2 separate regions of the Mus musculus genome follow, and region 2 is linked to region 1. Evidence: chromatin contacts called from public Hi-C data. All regions are on one chromosome and are shown on one strand. Each heading gives the region's core, a stretch centred on a gene start, on an enhancer-like site or on the middle of the called end of the contact. The rest is flanking DNA. Distances are from core to core; before and after follow the strand shown. Region 1 has its middle 30 kb from the start of Gm39084. Region 2 overlaps Tnrc6a (trinucleotide repeat containing 6a).

Region 1 (5,171 bases), core at 719-3,218:
CCCATGTGGGTGTTCATGTGCCTGCTTGTGGAGACCAGTGGAGAAAACTAGATCTGTGAGCGTGGGGACCCACTTTCCCCACCTCCCCAGTGCTAGGATTTCTATCTTTCTTTTTCATTCTTGCTTGCTTGTTTGCTTTCTTTCTCTCTTTCTTTCTCTCTTTCTTTCTTTCTTTCTTTCTTCCTTTCTTTCCTTCCTTCCTTCCTTCCTTCCTTCCTTCCTTCCTTCCTTCCTTCCTTCCTCTCTCTCTCTCTTTCTTACTTAGGTTTTTATATAATGTATGAGTGTCTGCATTCAGGTCGATGTACCAGGTATCTGTCTGATACCCATGGAAGCCAGAACCTGAGGGTTTCCGATTGCCTGATACTGGAATTACAGATGGTTGTGAGCCACCATATGGGTGCTGGTAACAGAACCCAGAACCTCTGCAAGAGCCCCCAGTGCTCTTAACAGCTGAGCCATCTCTCTAGCTCATGTGCAGTTTTTGATTGTTTGTTTGTTTTTTAAAGTGAGTTCTGGGAATAAAACTTAGGTTGTGGAAGTGTTTTATTGACTAAGCCATCTCCCTACCCTTCATGCTATATCTTTAATTAAAATCAAATGAAGTAAATTTAAAACAAAAACCAAAACCACCTTTTTGAACTATCTTTGCCAAACATCCTATTCAATTGTTTTATTATCAACAGTCTGGTCCCCGTTGTGTATCGGGTGTCTTAACACGCTCTAGAGTGAGGGAAACATGTTTCAGTCCTTGGGAAGCTCTGTGTCTGATGCGTAAAGAGAAGCAGCTCACAGGATTGCTCCTGCAGCAGAAACGGGTGTTGGTTACGGTAAAGAGGCTTAGAGACAGAACTGCACTTTCCTGGACAATATCTATTCGAAAGATATTTTTATTTATTTATTTGTGTATCCCTGTGTGTCTTCATGTGGGCTTGTATACCATGGCACACGCGTGGTGGTCAGGGGACAACTCGTGGGAATTGGTTCTCTCCTTCCCTCTTGCGGGTTCCAAGGACTGAACTCAGGTTGTCGGCCTTGGCAGCAAGCACCTTTACTCGCTGTGCCATTTCGTCAGCCCAATATCTATTTCTCCTATCTCTCCTTCAGTGCTTCAGTTATCTGTGAGTGTTACTATACTGGTCGTGTGTGTGTGTGTGTGTGTGTGTGTGTGTGTGTGTGTGTGTGTGTGTGAGTGTTATTCTGCACAGTGAAACAATACTCTGTCTAGAATGCTTTGTGTTCCTGTCCTCTTCCCTCCCCAGCTAAGGCTACTGCTCTGTTTCTTTTACTTTGTATTCCGGTTATTTTAGGCATCCTTTGTCTCTTCTCTGTGCACCTCTGGTTTGCTTTGCATTAGGCAGGCCCGGAAGCACGACACAGCAAGCTTTGAAAGGATCTACTCTGCCAGGCTTTGTCTGTGCTGTTCCACTGGGTGGCATTTCGTCCTTCCTGAGGTCAACAGCCTCTGCCTGTCATTTGCAGCATGAATCATACTGTCCTTGTGCTGACAATGTTCTATTTTTAATAACCTGTCCATTTTTGCCTTATTCTCAGACACACACCCACAGTTCCTGACTGAGGATGTTGTGTTTTCAACCCAGCAAACACTTCTGAGAAGCTCTGAGTTCAGGGTGCTTTTCAATGGAGTTCATGATGATTCTCTGGCCTCTTCTAATTTAATTATCGTTCTTGACTAATTTATTTATTCAGTGTCAGGAGGGGTTAGGGTAATTTGGGGTTTGAATTCAGAATTAGATGCATCCATGCATGTCCTATAGGCTTCATTAGCCATTTCCCCGCCTCTAGCCCCAGCCCAAAGCAAGGCTGTGCTGGTTAGGCATTGTTCCCCAATTACCATTTATCCACACATACATTTAAGCCATGTAAAAAGAGAAGGCTGAAGGAAGAAAAGGAACAGAGGGTCTGAGCCTGCAAGAAGAACTGGGAACAACCGCTGTGCAGGCTGGGAAACGCTGAGCAGGAGGATGGATGCCAACGGTCCTGTGGCTGAAGCCTCTGCAACAGCAGCAGCCTGGGATGTGTTCTCTGGCCGCTAGCCAAGCTCCGGAGGCAAAAAGCTTCGTAAATTAGTTTTGATCACTGCCTGGCATTTCCCATTTTCAGCTTATAGAGAGGCCACCATGTAATTTGTATATCTTCTCCTTGAAGAATTACTTTTGACATTCGCATTAAATATTGTGCCATGTGATAACTTATTTAGCCACCTTATAATGTGTGCTGCAATTAATTCTATTTAATTGGGTTCTTTGTTTATCTTTCTGCTTCTGTCATGACTTCCCCTTCCTTAAGTTCTTTCTTCTTCTAAGTTAGTTTTAATTATGTGAGGACTACTTGAAGGCTCAACTTCTTATCAAACCCAGGTTGATCTGAGTTATCTTTCTCCCTCCAGGGAAGTACAGAGGTAGCCACCCCTGAGTGTGTGTATGTGTGTGTGTGTGTGTGTGCATGTGTGCACATGTGTGTGCATCAAGTGTTTGGGTCATTGTACACACGTGCATGTGTCCAGTGCAGAGGCCAGAGGTTGACCCCCAAGTTTGTTTTTTATTGTTGTGGTAAAAAACCATAACCAAAAGCAACTTGAAAAGGAAAGGTTTATTCAGCTTACATATCCCTGTGGCAGTACATTATCTGAGGGGAACCAAACTCTAGGGGCAGGACCCGAAGCAGAGACTATGAAAGAACCCTTTCTCACTGGCTTGGTCCTCATGGCTTGCTTACCCTGCTCCCTTACATCACTCAGGGCTACCCCAGGGGCCTTCCCACATTTCCCCCACATCGTCCCACATCTTGATTACATCAGTAATCAAGGAGATGCTCCACTGAGTCACCTACAGGCCAGTCTGATAGGAACTTTTTCTCATTTTCTCCCTCTTCTCAGATAACTCTAGCTGTGTCAAGTAGACAAAAACTAGCTAACTAATTAACTAACGAATGAGAATATTGACATCAGATGTCTTCCTGGCTCAACTGCACATCACTCAATTTATTTAGACAGGATCCTTCACTGAATGGAGAATTCATCAATTCAGTGTGGCAGCCTGGTCAGCAAATCCTGCTTGCTAAGATGACCGTCATTCATAGCCACACAGGCTTTTTAAGTTGGAGGATTGAACTTCTGACCTCACATCAATAGATCCAGGTATCCTGGCTGTGTCCTGTTTATCTACGTGTCTGCTACCTATTAATGACTTATCATTTGCTTTTTAGAAGGCTTATTTTTATTTTATATGTGTTTTGCCTACAATATATGTCTGTGTACCTTCTGTATGCAGTGCCCAAGAAGGCCAGAAGAGGGCATCAGTTCCCCTTAAACCAGAGTTATTGTGGCTGTAAGCCACCATGTGAGTGCTGGGAATGGAAGCCAGGTACTCTGGAAGAACAAACTGTGCTCTAAACCACCAAGCCATTTCTCCAGATCCCATCTAGCCTTCATCTTAAAAGTACAGTATTAAAAAAATTGTCACATGGTACAACTTGATTTTCCTCCATCCCCCTAGTAATATAATAATACATCTTTGATCTAGCTGTGTGTCTATTTTTAAATCTGGCCTAAAGGTCCTCAGAATAGATACATGGCGGACGTTACTATTGTTTGATTGCTTTGGCATCGTCAGGTGAGGTCAGGGCTATATGAGTTGCTCTGGTCAGTGGCTGCTGTCAAGGACATTGCAGGATATCCCTCCCACCAACCTCTCTGGGCACCTACTTAGACACTGAGCAGAGAACCGGTCCCCGTGTGGTTATCTCCGGGGACCAGAGCCTCCCTGGGCATAGAGTGGCCACACATTGCCCTTCAGCACTTCAAATATGAGTGTGGTGAGTCATTTTAGCTTTATTCAATTTTTTAAAATCTTAAATGCTAGGGTTGAGGGGAGGAACCCTTAGATTTTGTTTGTGGGGATGAAAATCAGCCCAGCCTCTATGGCCACCCCCACAGAGGAGCGTGAACAATGTTGAAAAGGCCAACAGATAGTTTCCTGTAGAATAAAAGAACGTATCAAAGTTAAATTAATTAAAGAGGTGAAACATCAGTACATTTTTAGCTGAACCGTGTCATTAAGATGCTGCTAATGGCCATTAGTGTTAATTAGCCACAGCTCGACAGAATGTAGAATCACCAGGGAGATGAGCCACTGGTCACCACTGTGGCGGGATCACCTTGATTACTGATAATGGGAAGCGCATCTTAGCTGTGGGTGGGGCCATTGCCGGGACAAGGGATCCTTTGCTGATGATAGGGTGACCTTATGCTTTGATCCCTAGTGTGGCTTTCATCACTGTCTTCTAACTGTGGACATAACTTGCCCAGCTGCCTTAACTTCCCATGGCCACGACTTCCACCCTGACGGACCACGAACTGTGAGCCGAAAGCACTCCTTTCTCCCTTAAATGGCTTTTTTTCCCCACCTGATTTTTGTTTCTTTTTTTGTTTTGTTTTGTTTTAAAATCACAGCAACAGAAAAGAAACCAAGACACCGCCCAGTTAAAGTTGGATATAGTCACTGTAAATGCCTTCCAAATTTATCAAGAAGCGCTGCCAACTCACAATTGTGGAAGGGATTGTTGTGATCTTTTACATTTGGCATTGAAGAGTTTTCGGCTAGCTATGAGAATTTTGTTCCTGCCATGCCAGATGGCGCTCCAGAAATGCAGACTCATCGGGATCTCCAAACCGGAGGAGAAGTGATGTTTCCCTCTATTGCTTCGTTCCACCGTATGAGACAGACTCAAAATATCTGCGCAGCGGGCGTTCAGGAGCAGACTCGCAAGTGTCATGGACAAGTTGCTAAAATGTCTCAGTGTTGTATGTACAGTGCAGTGAATCACCACCAGTGTGTGGAACCTGTGAAAGATTCAAGGCTGTGAACACGGGGAGGCTGGGGCTATGCCAACGTTTGTTGCCTAAATTGTGCATGACTTCACAAAGACTCACAAGACCGTCGGTCCCAATTCAAACAAAACTACGTGCTTTGCCAGGAACTTGGTAGTCAAAGACAGAAAGTGACGGTGATCTCTGTTTTGTTTTTTTCACCATTACATCATCATCACAGTGTATATGAAGATAAACCTGAAGTTCACAGGGAAAGAAAAACACACTTTTGCCCTATCTAGGAAGGAATTGGAATTTATATTATAATCTAACTTTTCAT
Region 2 (5,171 bases), core at 722-3,221, 100 kb before region 1:
TCAGGCATTTGGCTTTATTGTACTTCAGTAGTGAAACCACGTTGTTAAGGCTTGACTAAGAATACCTAAGTGTGTAAGTCTGCACTTAACCTCTTCTACTACATTCCTAACACAACAGAGCAAGACTCCACAAACCAGAGCTGTTGCCAGGTGAATGTCACCTCTAGGTCACAGCTGAAAGGTCTTGATGTGCATATCCAAGAGCCGTGTTACACAAATCTTATGACAGGCATGTCAACACAAAGCTTGCTTCCACAATACCTCTGCACTCCACACGGGAACGCTTACCAGAGCCACTGCTGGTCTCCTTGCTTGAGACGGCACTTGCGGCTGGCAATAGCCGGTGCATCTGCGCTTGCTGGTCTGAGCGGCCGCTGGCTTCCGGGATGTTTTTATTCCACATGTTCACATTTTTGTAGTTGTATTTGCTTGGATCTCCCCAAGCTGAAGTTCCATCATCGATCTCCATTTTTCTTCGTATAGATTCTGGGGATGGCTCCTCCCAGCCTGTGGGTTCTTCCTCCTTTGCTGGAGCAGGAATAGGTCCCCCGAGCCAGCCTGTACCAGGAGGCTTGCTGGTGGCTGGTGGGATTCCCCATGATCCAACAATGTCTTGTTGCTTGTTCCAATCTGGAGAACTAACTGGCTTTGATGAATCTCCCCAACCTAGAGACTGATTACACTTTGGAGGGTCTCCCCACCCCTGGGAAGAGTTCGGTTTAGAAGATTCATCCCATCCCGATGAGTTATTTGGATTTATATTATTTCCCCAAGTAAAAGAACTAGTTTTCCCAAGTTCGTTCCAACCAGAAATGGACCTGTCACTGTCACTGCCTCCTGAGCTGGATTTCTTATTGGCCTCACCCCAATGGTTACTCCTGGAAGATTCTCCCCAGTTATCACCGGCAGAAATGGACCAACCTTGGCTTGACTTTTGTCCGTCACCCCAGCCTTGTTTGCTCTTTTGCGAATCATTCCATGTAGACTTGTCTTCCTTGCAACCCCCCCACTGGTTGCTCTTGATCATTCCTGTAGCAGCAGAGTCATCTTCCCACCCCCCCTGGCAGTTTGAGCCTTTGGAATCTCCCCACCTCAGAGTAGGTTTGGGATCACCCCACCCTGATACAGATGAGGTATCATTACTATTAGGGCTAGTCTTATCTGTACATGCCCCTGAGTTAAAAGTCTGTGTTGCAGAGCTTCCCCAGGCCTCTGTCCCATTGTCAGTCTTTCTTTCCCCTCTTGGTGATGTCTCTGTATCCCAGGCAGTATTCTGCTTAATAGGAGTCTGTCCCCACCCAGAGTTGGATAGGACACGTGGATCTAAGTCAGTTCTGTTTACAATGCTTTGGAGTAATGTGTGCTGATCAATTTTTCTTCTATCTCTACTCTGACTTTCCCCGGTTACTTTTTCTTCAAGGCGTCCAGTGCTCTCTGCACTACCATCACTCTCCACTGTGCCTCCTGCTTTGGCCCACACACTGTTTTGCTCATTTGTCTGAGATGTGGCAGAACCCTGATCGTCTTCCTCAGTAGATTTCCATCCATTTGTAAGCTTCTTACCATTGCCATTTGCACTGTCATTGGAATGCTGGTTGCTAGGCAGTTTGTTCCACTCGACACTGGATAGACCAGTGCCAGTGTTCTGTGCAGGACTTCCCCATCCTCTTCGACTTCCTCCAGAATTTGCACCATTTCCACTTCCCCATGGTGAACTCTGGGAATTCACTGTCCCAGGCTCCCATACACCTCCCCCTTTATTTGTATTAACTTGAAAGTTAGTGCCCATAGGCCCATTTATGCCAGGCTGCATTAGAGTTGCATTCACAGTGTCACCATTGGCTTGGCCATTAGGGCCTGCACATTTGTCGCCAGAGTAATTAGAACCATAGGCACCCCATGTAGTACCGTAGGAGCCTCCAGTTTTTGACTCTCCATTACTAAGGTGAGAAAGGGAAGTGCCATTCATAACTGACGGAGCCTGTATCTGAGGATGATTCATTGTGCTCACACGCCAGGCCCCTGGATTACTAGTAGGCAGTTCATTATTTTGTACTGAACCGGAGTTTGGTAAACTAGAGGTCATAAAGTTAGTAGTGTTATTTGGTCCAGTCGTTTCAGTGGTGATATTCTGAGGTTGACCACTGAATGAAACCTTCTGTGTACCACTTACTTCAGGCTCACAAGTTTCCTGAAGGCTACCCCAGGTACCATGGGTAGAAGAGCCACTGACTTTAGAGTTGATATTCTGATTGTTAGGCATCTGGCCTATGGTACTACACTGAATATTGATGCCAGAACTCCCACTCCCTACAGGCCCTTTTAGGGCAAGTCCATTGTTTTCTAATACTGGCCAGGCACCATGGTTGCTAGCTGAATTCAAAGTGCTTGGATTTAACCCTCCATTTGATGAAGAACTTACAGTGCCCCAAGCATTCATCCTATTGTTACTACTTTCTGGTTTGCTTTCAGGAGCATCCACAGAGACCTGACATGTGCTTATTAGGGCTCCATGGGGAAAGCCCCATGGGCCAGTACTACTTCCATGGCCCACATTATTGCTGCTGCTACCAACCACAAATTTGCTTTGAGAACCAAGTCCAGTGCTGTTCCGAAGGCCATCTTTCTCACCACCTGTGTTCCCTGAAGCCATGACAGTGATGTTTCTCTCTGACTCAGAATTGGAGGCAGAATCAGCATCTATACATTCTGGAGCCAACTCAGGATCACTGCCAGGGGCTGAGGGCCATGCTTCTTTTTCCAACAAGTCGTTTACAGCATTCTTACAGCTTGTGCTACAGTCACTTGTAGAAGACACAGGTCCCCGCTGGCAATTTTCATAATGGGATCCTGAAGTATTATGATTTATATCTAGAATAAAGGAGAAGTATATCTATTTATAAGTGTTAACAATTTCCAAAATAGTATGTAGGCTGAGAAAAATGACGATCCATTAGAAATACACGTAGCTCCTCAACATTAGCAAGATGCTCCGCAGAATGGCTGTGAGGCGCTGATTATCTTTCAGCCACCAAGGCTCCATGTTCAGTAATTTCACAGGCAGAATTCTGCTGCTTTGTTCAATACCCTACAGTACAGCATGGGACAAAAAGTCCCACAGGGAGACCTGCTAAATATATAAACGGACAACATCCAACAAATATAAGAATTCTGGAGAGAAGACTGAGTGGTAATGATGAATTAGGGCAATCCAGGCTTAGGACTTGACACGGGAGAAAACAGACTGGGATGTAAAAAGCTAAGTAAGCGTAAGCAGCCCAAAATGATTCCGTTTCCTAAAACAGCTTTCCACACAACTCCTTTGGGTTAGAAGAATTCTGTAAGGATCCCAAAGCCTTTGCACTGTATTTCTGGTTTATTAGTGTATACACTTAATTACCATGCTATACATAAGGAAGAACATTAACTTTAAACAATTTCCTAATTTACTTTCATAGCCATGCTTAGTAAGAGACAACACAGAAAAATTGGTATGCTGAAAATCACCAAATTATGATCAGTAATTCAGCAGCTGATACTGAAGGCCATAGGCATCCATCACATGACCAAGCCTTAGATTGGCATCTAACTACCATCTGTTTTTATTTCTATTCTTTCCCGCAGTGTTTTTGTTAGTTTCTCCATCTATCTCATTAAAGGGTCCAGTGGGTAGACATGCATCTGTGACATTGGCTACATAAAACATTTGTACTTAGGCTGTCTTCAAGTGTGACTTTCACTATAGTTCCCAGGATGAAGGTCTGGAAATAAGTCCAAGTCACACTATTAGTGTGATTTGCTAGTATGGAAAAATGTTGCTGCTTGTCTCACTTTTTCTCAAAGTACAAATGCTAAGAAACAAATGATGAAGAGCTGTAATAATGGCAAGAAAAGCAACTAGAGATTGACCTGTAACAAATCCAGTAAATATAATTTAAGTAAGTGCTGCAAAGTGCACCAACTACTACTCCCTTTACAATTATTTCATCACAGTGTGAGTAGCTGGTTCTGGTCACACCGTGAATCCAAGCCCTCAGGAGGCAGATCTGTGATTCAGAGGCAAGCAAGGACTAATTAGTAGAACCCTGTTCATCCGTCCATCCATGCCCCCCAAAAGTAGTCGATGATATTTGTCTTCTTTATTGCTTATGTAGAATCCACATGATAAAAAGAACCAAAAAGTCAGCCTTCCTGGAAGAAATAATTCTATACTGCAACATACAAGGGCAATATCAATCCACGGCTAGCACTCACTGCTACACAGCAGCAGGTCTGCAAACTCTTGCAGCAAGTGCCTGGGACCATTGTAGAGTACAAGTGTTGCCCTCACTTTGTATGTGAGAAACCGAGGGACAAAAGTTAACTTGTAGAAACTGAGTGAGAGAAGCAAGATGTGCTGGACAGTTTTAAGTTAACTTCATACACGCTAAAGTCATGAGAGAAGGAAACCTTCATTAAAAAAATGGTTTCCAAGCTACACGAGGTGGTGTATGGGGAAGCAGGAACAGACAGATCTGAGTTTGAGGCCATTTGGTCTATAGAACAAGTTCAAGCATAGTCAGGACTACACACAGAGACCCTGTCTCATAAAAGCAAAACTAAAACCAAAGTCAAACCAAAACCAAAACCCAATCAAAAAACAAAACAAAACAAAACAAAACAAAAACAAAAACAAAAACAAAAACCTGATCAAGCTGTTGGCAACCAACCCCATAGGGTAGTTTCTTGATTAATGATTGATAGGGGAGTCAGTCTCAGCCCACTGTGGGTGGTACCATCCCTGGGCAAGTGGCCCTGGGCTCTGTAAGAAAGCACCTGGGTAAGCAGCACTCCTCCATGGACTCTGTATAAGCTCCTGCCCTATTGAGTTCCCACACTGACGTCCTTTGATGATATACAGTGATGTGGAAGCATTCGCCAAATAAACCCTTTCCTTCCAAAGCTGCATTTTGATCATGGTGTTTCATCACAGCAGCAGAACATACAACATACACAAGATAATTACAGTCCTCCATACAGCAAAGTAGCAAAAAAAAGAAAAAAAGGACTGACATACTAGCAACAAAAGGCCTCAAGCCCGGATGCTTCATAGACGCTAGAGGACAAGAACCTGTGAAACGAAGTCATGTTATTTTCATTTGGGGGTTGGGCGTGCCAGGGACTGAACCCTT

Evidence for each region. Hi-C and Micro-C count contacts between places; a contact is called where the count stands out from the background.
Region 2: a contact with region 1 is called in a Hi-C map of bone marrow-derived macrophages, with 42 read pairs. The contact joins two enhancer-like sites. A contact is called at or near these places in 4 of 484 Hi-C or Micro-C datasets (the G1E-ER4 cell line, bone marrow-derived macrophages, group 2 innate lymphoid cells and 1 more) and 3 of 9 other capture datasets (adipose tissue, liver and pancreatic islet).

What each region holds. Positions count from the first base shown.
Region 1 is chr7:123,065,733-123,070,903 of GRCm38.p6, reverse strand. It overlaps a transcript of Tnrc6a not described here. Among named protein-coding and RNA genes, the nearest start is that of Gm39084, 30 kb to the left of the region's middle. Within about 2 kb of position 1,968, at least 66 of the 459 cell types and tissues checked have an H3K27ac peak or open chromatin away from gene starts, as enhancers often do. A contact at or near this core is called in bone marrow-derived macrophages, where this site is marked.
Region 2 is chr7:123,167,236-123,172,406 of GRCm38.p6, reverse strand. It overlaps Tnrc6a (trinucleotide repeat containing 6a), which reads right to left. Exons shown (of 24, transcript NM_144925.3): 6 at 289-2,871. Among named protein-coding and RNA genes, the nearest start is that of Slc5a11, 45 kb to the left of the region's middle. Within about 2 kb of position 1,971, at least 12 of the 459 cell types and tissues checked have an H3K27ac peak or open chromatin away from gene starts, as enhancers often do. A contact at or near this core is called in bone marrow-derived macrophages, where this site is marked.